Linked DNA regions of Mus musculus: region 1 is linked to region 2. The links are chromatin contacts, called in public Hi-C maps. All regions are on one chromosome and are shown on one strand. The core of a region is the stretch at or near the end of the contact, and the rest is flanking DNA. Distances in the headings are between cores, read along the strand shown. Region 1 overlaps Mapkap1 (mitogen-activated protein kinase associated protein 1). Region 2 has its middle 38 kb from the start of C230014O12Rik.

What was found. Hi-C and Micro-C count contacts between places; a contact is called where the count stands out from the background.
Region 1: a Hi-C map of liver shows a contact between it and region 2, with 4 times the contacts expected there. The contact joins two enhancer-like sites. A contact is called at or near these places in 2 of 484 Hi-C or Micro-C datasets (bone marrow-derived macrophages and liver) and 1 of 9 other capture datasets (embryonic stem cells).

What each region holds. Positions count from the first base shown.
Region 1 is chr2:34,524,963-34,529,581 of GRCm38.p6, reverse strand. All of the region lies in intron 6 of Mapkap1 (mitogen-activated protein kinase associated protein 1), which reads right to left. Among named protein-coding and RNA genes, the nearest start is that of Gm34178, 48 kb to the left of the region's middle. Within about 2 kb of position 2,326, at least 46 of the 459 cell types and tissues checked have an H3K27ac peak or open chromatin away from gene starts, as enhancers often do. A contact at or near this core is called in liver, where this site is marked.
Region 2 is chr2:34,143,803-34,148,650 of GRCm38.p6, reverse strand. No RefSeq gene overlaps it. Among named protein-coding and RNA genes, the nearest start is that of C230014O12Rik, 38 kb to the right of the region's middle. Within about 2 kb of position 2,015, at least 6 of the 459 cell types and tissues checked have an H3K27ac peak or open chromatin away from gene starts, as enhancers often do. A contact at or near this core is called in liver, where this site is marked.

The sequences.
Region 1 (4,619 bases), core at 1,077-3,576, 380 kb before region 2:
TTTTAATAATGGTTCTTAAATGTTTAACCTCCCTTCTAGCCCCTCACCACCAGAGGTAGTGGAAAAGAAAGGTTATTAGGATATGGAGGAAGTGAACCGGTTTAGAAATGGTTCTTTGGAGCAAATCCCATCTGTGTTGTCAGGAAACCAGAACTTCAGTTTAGACGTCAGCAGCAGCAGTTTGAGCCACTGGCAAACACTTCACCAATTACCATCAGGCTAGTTCAGTAGTGCTGGGATAGCAAACATCAATCAGCAATGGTGGCACAACCTAGCAGAGATAGGCAGCCAGGCCTCAGCCGAATCAGCAGGAGGTACAAGGACCTCTGGGGATGGCAGAAGTTCTTTGCCATGCCCCTCTCAATGAAGCAAAGATCAGCAAAGATGCGAGACCAAGAAGCGTTGCAAGGAAGCCTCTCTCAGGCCATTGAGTCCTATTTATATGTCCTCCAAACATCTTGAGTCCTCCACAGGTCTTGCCTCATCACGTATCTTGCCTTGGCACATAAGTCTGAATCAGCTGACATCACTCTGCCAATCAGCACAAGTAGCAAGAAACCACCAGCATACCACCAGAAGTTTTTTGGTGTGTTTCTCTCTGTGAAGTCCCAACAAATTGTGACTAATAAACAATGGCAAGGCATACTAATACCATCCAGCATCATCCACCATCTGTTGGGTCCTTCTTAATATCATGCATCCTTTCATCTGTGTCTGCACAAACATCCTTTCACCTGTGTCTGCTTCAGCAACATTACAAACTTTCCAAAGAAAACATTTAGTTTCCTGTGTCTGCTGTGTGGACTGGACTACAGCTGCTGGTTTGTGTATGGTGTTTGCTAGTGGACTGGAATGCAGCTAGCTGACTCATGTTTGGTGTTTGTTGGCTGACTGGACTGAGAACAATGAAGACTGAAGTCTCACCAAAGAACCATTTCTAAACACATCCACTTCCCCATATCCTAATAACCTTTCTTTTCTGTTATCTTTGGTAGGTGGTGGACTAGAGGGGAGGTTGAACCCTTATTAAGTATATTGAGAAACATACATGCCTATAATACCTAACTAGCCACACCCAGGAGAAGAGTCAGAGGAGCTCCCTCAGGAGAGATGTCTCAGCTCTGTATCACAGCAGTGGAAAGGGAGCAGTAATACCAAAAGGCAGCAGAGCACACTGAGCTGTAGAATATAATAATGGCTAGTTTGAAGTGAAGTTTTCCCTTTGTTGGGTAAACCATATAGTTACTCTGACTCCATTTCCTCACAGGCAAAACAATTCTTGGACATGAAAGTATTTATAGTAACATCTGTCAAATAATAATTAAGTAATTACTAACATACTAGCCATTGACTAGTCTTTATTAAAAGTGATATATAATGTTCAGGTACAGTAGCAAACATCTATCACTCAACACTCGAGGGGCTAAGGATCTTCAAGCTTCAAGCCAGCTTGGGCTACCTAGTGAGATCTGGTCTCAAAAAAATAGGCAAACAAAGGAGTTACATATACTGAGAATAACAGTTCCCAGCTCTTAATTGTTCCTATAACCCCTTCCCCAAAGAAAGGCAGGTGCTATTATTGAACCTACTTTATAACAAGAAAGTGACAGGTTAAGACACGTACCTGGAAATACACATTAAGTTAATAAGTTCTATAGCCAGCAACAAATCCTGCAGGAGCCACAATTTAACCCTAGATGGACCTTATATCTCCTAGATTCCAAAGTGTTTTTAACTCTTTTGTTGCTTAGATTGGAGGCTGGGGTACTCAGGGCAAGAAGAAACTTCCGGAGAGCAGTTCATCTCCCAGACGGGAGTCAATGACCAACCTGTGGAAGAGTTTTACAAATACCCTGGCTCACAGGTCCTTTCTAAAGATATCCTGAAAATGCCGTGGTTTCAGTTTCCAGAGGTGGGATAAAGCTGCCAGGAACAGTGCTCTGTTCTCTGGTCCTGACCAGTTCACAACAGCATGGAGATGCACTGCTCTGGTTGCCACCTGCTCTAGCCCCCTTCCATGTGATCATTCCCCAGTACTTCAAAGTAGAAAATGAAAATAGATGAGCAAGAAAAAGCGTTGCAATAATTGCAGAGGCTCTGGGTATCATTTTATCCACAAAGGGAGCTGACACTAGTGTGAATGCCAGTTTGTTTCCCCTTGCACTGATAGAATTTTTTGAAAGATCAAAGCACATTGTGCAAGCATGCAATGTTTGACATTGGACAAAGTACTTTTTTTTCAAAACAGACATTTTCCAAAAACATAACTCGCTAGACTAATGGGCAGTGAGAAGCCAAAATGACTGCCCTCCGCCTTCTCCTTGTGTATCTTTGCCAGAGTCCTTGGGACTTGCCAAATCTGGTCATGCCTGCTTAGCTTGCTCGACTGATTGTGCCAGAAAAGAAAATAAGACACAGATGTATTTGAGCTCTTTGAGATGCCAGTAAGAGAGACAGCTAATGGCTTCATTTCGACCCTCCCCTTCCAGCTGGGCACAGGTGGGGATAATGAGGTCCCTCTCCCTAATCAAACTCAATTATTTACTACTCTATATAACCGCAAAGACATTCACATTCCGTTCAGAATATAAAACACACTGTGGGCTACTTCCAACCACTGCCACTGAGTATTTATAACAAACTCAAGTGCCTAACAGTTTGCCTTGGCAGGAGTTTAAGTGTGTAAAGTTTTGCAAACTGTTTCTGTTCAAATATGTCCTGCTGAAATGGGGTCCCAGGCGGGGTTCCATAACTGTCAGGTCAGTGAACTGTGTAACATGTGAGAACGTATTCACCATGCAGTGCAGACAGGATCTGGAAATCAAATGCTCCGTTCCACTGCAACCTTCTGAAGCATCACGGTTGTTTCAGCAGCAAGACTGACACTGTATTAATAAACATTACGAGTCACTAGCCTGACATGTACACAGCAGCAGCTGACAGACTCCACCGTAAGCCAAGGGAGAGTAGAGGAAATCAAAACGAGACCCAGGAGCCGAACACAGCCAAGGGGGCTGCAGCATAGAATAAACCGTACTAACTCAGAGTGTGAGAGGCCCAAACTTTTAGGAGGCACAGTAACTACAGTAACGGCTGGTATGATTTTTGGATACTGAAGTAAATTGATGACTATCTAAAATATGTGTTTCGGTTGTATGAATAAAGCATACCCTGGCACACTTTCTATAGACGGGACATCCCAGTGAACAAAGCATACATACTTGGTTTGTCTGACCTTTAAATTCTTAGAACTATGTAATTCTTTCCATCTTTATTAATTGTTCCAGTATTTCTGTCACTATAAACAGACACAAAGAAAAATCTTTTCTTTCCTCCAGACAATAGCCTTTGCCAAAAAGGAAATCAAGTCAGATTTACAAATACAAAATTAAACAAGCTGCATATGTTCCATTTCCATATATGAGGACAATCTGGACAATGAGGATGTTTGCTAACACAACAGAATGGAAAGAAACACCACGCAGTTGGTCAGGGTAATTCATCCCCAGATTGCCAGGCTTGAAACACACATCTTGTTTTTTTATTTGCTCTACCCTTTCCAAACTCTTTGCTCTTGCTCTGACCCCCAGCTTAAGGTTTTAAAAATGAGCTGCTTGTAAGGAATAAAGGCAGAAAGTAAATAAATGAAAAGTGTTTGCCTTTTCTCCTCCTCCGATTTCTATTTTATAGACCACAAGGCAACACCACTTAAAAGCAGAAGCGGCTTCTAGTCAATGATGCCCTTTTTGATAAAGGATTGGTCATTTGGGGTATATTTTAGAGATAGCATCAGAGAGGTAAGTTAAAAATTACAGGCTTTTAAAAGTTCTCACATAAAAAAGATGAGGGAACCCTGGGCATGCCTCTTTAAAAAGTTGCTCACCATTCCCTTTGTGCAGAGTCTAGGCAGCCTTAGGGTACCCTGTGGGCCATGTTCTCTGTCCAAGGCAGTACAGTTTCCTACCTTCTACTTGATGGCTCTTCATCCACACAGCAGAACAGTAGCTAGATTCCATTAGCTTGCAATCTTTTTTTTTTTTTTTTTAAATCTTTTCCCCTGTTTTTTTTTTTTTTTTTTTTTAAGATTTATTTATTTATTTATTTATTGTAAGTACACTGTAGCTGTCCTCAGACACTCCAGAAGAGGGAGTCAGATCTCGTTACGGATGGTTGTGAGCCACCATGTGGTTGCTGGGATTTGAACTCCTGACCTTTGGAAGAGCAGTCGGGTGCTCTTACCCACTGAGCCATCTCACCAGCCCTAGCTTGCAATCTTATGTTCCTTTATTATATTAAACATTGTAAGGAAAACACAAAGGAAGGTAATGTAAGTGCTCTGACTGACAGGGTCTGACCTGGGTTCTGTTTCATTAGCCTAGATGTCTGTTCCCTTGGAGCCCTTCTTCCTCACTCTGTAGCAAGGTCTGCTTTGCCACTGCCTTTTGTGAGCTCAATTCTCTCCATGAGTTCTGGATGAATGAGCACAGTGTTGGAGGTGGGTAGAAGCAGGCAGATGAGGCAGGTCCCTTTCTTATACTACCACCTGGCTTGGTCACTGCTAGCAAGGAGCACTTCTCTAGATGCTGGGCACCATTTGAGATCCAGCTCTTCATCTGGTT
Region 2 (4,848 bases), core at 766-3,265:
ACATGCCTGTTTATGTTTGCCATGAAGAATTAAATGTTGGCTGAAGATCTGACACTGCAGGAAAAGCAGTATGTTCAACGGTTTTCAAAGCTGATCAATACTTTGATTTGATCATCGTCGGTGCTGAGAACATAACTTTGCATAAGCACATAGCATGAACGTGTCAGAAGTACGTTTAGGGCTGTTTCAGTAATTGTGGGAAATCCTGTCCTGTTCCTGAGCCAAAAATCAATAGGCAGTTTTGTAAATAGGAAAGTTAAAGAGTGTTTAAAAATCAAACATCCTAACACAGTACAGTCCAAAGATGTCAGCTGACACATGCTGAGGAACGAAGGTAGAAAGTATTAAGAGTCATTGTTTTCCTTAATTAAACCATTCCACTTCTGTGAGAAAACTTTAGACAGCAGAAACACTGCAGATCATACCATTCGAGAGCCTCTAGGGTCAGCGAGCTGGCTCAGAAGGTAAGTTTGATCACCAGATCCCATATGGTAGAAGGAGAAAATGGGCTCCTTCAGGTGGCCCTCTGACCTGCACATGCACACCCTGACCCTCTCACCCACCCACCTCCAAATATAAGTAAATGAATGTTATGAAAAAGTAGATGCAATAGTCAGTCTTGAGTCCAAGTCAAGAGAGTGATGCTTTTGTGTTTCGCGCTATGGCGGTGTGTTGGTGAGTTCAGAACAAGGCTGCATTGAAGTCTTGGGAAACGACACAGGTGAGCACTGCCAAAGATGCCTCCATTTTCCTACATGTCTGACCTCTGTCTACTCAGACACCTTTCAGCGTCATTATATCCCCATCTTCACAGCCAGTTCCTTGGGTCCTATGGAGTTCAGCAGCCAGACTTTAGAACCTGAATCACACTGTAAGGGAATGGGAGGTCTGGAGGTGCCTGCCCGGGCCTCCTCGGCTGGCTGCTGTCCCCTTGGGTGAAAGGCTCAGGCAACAGGGCCAGCTGGCGCCCAGTGCCCAGGGCAGACGTACGTCCCTTGAGGGTCTCTGGCGCCGGCTTGGTGGGCAGCCCCTCCCTGAGCCTGCATGAAAGATGGCAAAGCATTATTAACAAAGGCATTGATTTTCCTATCTCTGCTTTATGTATTTTATTAGCCAAACACTCTACCGTGTAACCACTCAGCGCCACGCCGGCTGGCGATGAATCTGAAATGCCGGGGCACGTAAAAGGGAATTGACCGCATTGCTTATGCGCCAACGACGAGAATAACAGCAAAAGTGTAATAAAATGAATAGCACCCAGCAATGGCCATAAAAGAAATATGACCCAGGGGACTGCGGGATTTCCTGGGCTGCAAAATAGCTGTGTGAGGGGTCGAGGTCCTGGCATTATCATGTCTGTGGCTCTGCTCCTTGCCAAGGACTCTCAGTGCCAGCCACTGGCTTCCTCCCCAGTCATAGTAGCTGAGTTGGACACTGCCAAGACCTTTTTCATTTGAAGTGTAGGGGACCCAGATCCTAGACTAGAGAGCTGGAATTAAGTCCAAGAGCCCAAGTTTTGCAACTTCTGAAGCTTGCTGGTGCTGACTGAACCTACCTCTGCCTAGGGACTGGGGCAGAGCAGGTCTAGGACACAAGGCTGAAATCACCAGGAACAGATAGCAGCATTTTAATTCATTACGATTAGAGAAGAAAGGCTTCACATGACTGACTGAGCCCTGAATCATTGCTTCCGATGCAGGGGGATGGCTGAGATGACCTCCTCTGTGGAACTGCAGGCCTGAGGCCGGTCAGCAGGACCCTCCATCCTTTGGGTCCCATGCTGGCTCCCTTAAGTCGTAGCTATTGGCCATGCTAAATGACCAGCAAGGCCTTTGGGAAAAAGGAAAAGATGAGGGAGACTCTGTACATAGATTTGCCTGTCTCTGGGGGCTCTAAATTGTGTGACAACTGGTGGTGACAGAGGCAGTGTCACACTCCTGGGGACCTCTCAGGGTAGAGACATAGGCCCATTGATTGCTCCAAAAAGATTGCAGCAGGGTAGATGTCCCTTTCCTTGGCCTTCTTCCAGCAGCCCAAGAGCAAACACCCACCTACAGGGTGAGGCCTTGGCTGGGAGCTGTGTCAGAGAAGATGCCCAATACCTGAATAAGTTCAGAGAGAAGGCCCCAAGGCCACACAGGGAAGGTTGTATCCTCCCTTCCTCAACTGGCTCTCAGTCACCAGTAGGCCTCAGAGAACAAAAAACAAAAGTCACGGGCTTCTCCTGCAGAGTCAGCCATCAGAAAGAGGCTCCTTTCTCCAGGAGAGGCCATACCTTGGACTGACCTGGGGGCACCACACTCAGGCTCTTGCTTTCAGTGAGCCTGCTGTGCTTGGGCTCCACAGTGCCTCTGACATCACTGGGCCAATGATGGAAAGGGAGGCTTGGGGTTTGACCCTAAGGGATTCCCCGGCTAGTGGGGAAGGAAGGGGCTGGCATTAGAGCCAAACACACACTCACTATGGTGGCTTTAGTGATTAGAGGTATGTATGCACACGGCCAGACCTCTGGGGCTGGGCAGAACAACCCACAAGGCTTCCTGAAGGAAGAGGCAGAAACTTCAAATGTGACTTGACAGGTCTCATAGACAAGCGAGGCAGAGAGAAAAGGAGGGCTTGGACTTAAGGCACAGCACTGTAAGCCTAGTAAAATACGTGTGAAACAGGAGGGGTCACCAACGCTGCTCTGCACAGGCCACAGGGCCACAGGCCACAGGGCCACAGGGCCACAGGGCCACAGGGTCACAGGCCACAGGGCCACAGAGCCACAGGGCCACAGAGCCACAGGCCACAGGCCACAGGCCACAGGGCCACAGGGCCACAGGGCCACAGGGCCACAGGGCCACAGAGCCACAGAGCCACAGGGCCACGGGGCCACAGGGTCACAGGCCACAGGGCCACAGGCCACAGGGCCACAGGGCCACAGAGCCACAGGGCCACAGGACCATATTCTGAGGCTTGGCCTTCCTCTGAACACCAAGCTCACCCAGGCAAGGTTCAGTGGCTTCTCTTGCTGTTCTGGGAATGGAACCTAGGGCCGTCTGTGCACATGTGGGGGGAGGGCTCAGCCATTGAGCCACACCCTGGCCCTTCTTTTCTCTTTATTTTATGACTTCATTTTCCCCTCTTAAAGGTGGCTTCTGTTTCCTGATGCCCCCTGCGCTGAGGAGCACACAGCCACACTAGCACTCTCGGCTGTGGGGGGAGAGCGGCTTACTTATTACCCTCCAACTACCGCAGAACCACCTGATTGTTTACATTTCTCTTGCTTACGTAATTGTGTTTGGCCTTAGCATGTAAATTGGGCCATAATTACTGTATAATTCATAGTTTTTATATCTTATAACAAGTTAGTGTCTAAATCACACACCCCCATGTAAATACTTTAAAATTATTCAGTAATTACTTATTTACATTATAATTAAAAATAAGCAATTAGCATACATTTACAAAGGATTTACATACTTATTTCTGAAAATCAGTTCTTGGCAACACCAGGGAAATCTTTGGCTGATCATAAAACGGAAATGGGAAGGGTTAGCTTCTCCAGGTGGGGAGGGGAGCGTGGTTATGAGGTCACCCAACCTCTCCACTGATGGGATGAGAAGGGGTTCCCAGGTAGGGAACCCAGAACTGTTCCACAGACCTTGTGTTGGGCTTTCAGGGAGAGGAATTAAATCCCTCCTCTCTGGGAATTGAAACAGCTGACACCTGCAGTATGAGGCAGTGGGGGTAGATGTGTAGAAGTACTTCCTGGGTATGCAGGAGGAAGTAGCTGACAATAGGTTCTCCTGTTCCCTGGAGGTCTGGGTCCTGATCCCGTTCTAAACTAGTGATGCCAGGTGTTGCTTCCAGGTGTCAGCGATGCTTTTGGCTGTTGCTTCCAGGTGTTGTTGCCAGGCTGTTTGGAGTGTCTTTGTCTGTCTGCACAGAGGATGTACCTGACAACAGTTCATTAAACTCCAGCTTGGTAGGTGGAAGCCACAGGCTCCATTAGGAGGTATTGCTTGGGAAGATGAAGCAGAAGGATCATGAGTTATAGACCAACCTGGGCCAGAGTGAGACTGTCTCACCCAACTCTCCAACTCTCCTCCCCCCAAAACTGTGCACCTTCCAAACAATGAAAGATAGCATTGTGCCCAGATCACCAGAGCCATGGACCCTGAGTGATGGCAGGTCCTACGTGACCAGACCCATGAGGGCACTGTCTCAAATGATGGCCCTTGGGCTGAGGTACTGTTGTGTGACTTTTCTTAGGGGAGACATGAGCAGACATCTACTTTCCCAGACAGAACAATGACAGACCAGAAGAATGACTCTACCCAGTCTAGACTAGTAAGCCAGCAAGTTCACTGGGTCATTTACAGGAACACGGTGACTCAAAGGTAAGCTGAACCACTGAAAAGTATGCCCTAACCTGGGTGGTGACTCTCAGAAGCTGTGTCCCCAGAGCTCTGTGGACAACCATGTTCTGCCCACCCATGAGTCTCTCCAGAAACTGCTATTACCTATATCTAGGGTAGGGGCCATATGACTCTTGTTAGTTCCCAGCTTCGGAGCCTTGTGATTTTCTTTATTTCCAAGTCCTTGGAGTCTCCTCCATCTAAAATGGAATGTTTCCATTTGTAGTGAACTGTTACACTGTATCCAGAAAGACAGTCTGTCCTTTCTCCATCCTTCCTGCAGTTAAGACCAAGGATGGTCTGATGCAATTTGCTAGCTGTAGCAGGGGACAGAGCTGTGACAGGAGACAGGAGCTGCCTCTGAGCCTTGGGGTTCCTGTGGACCCCACTGGCCTGGCCTGCCTCCTGTAGTATTAGGCAGCATAGCACCCAGAGGCTAGCATCA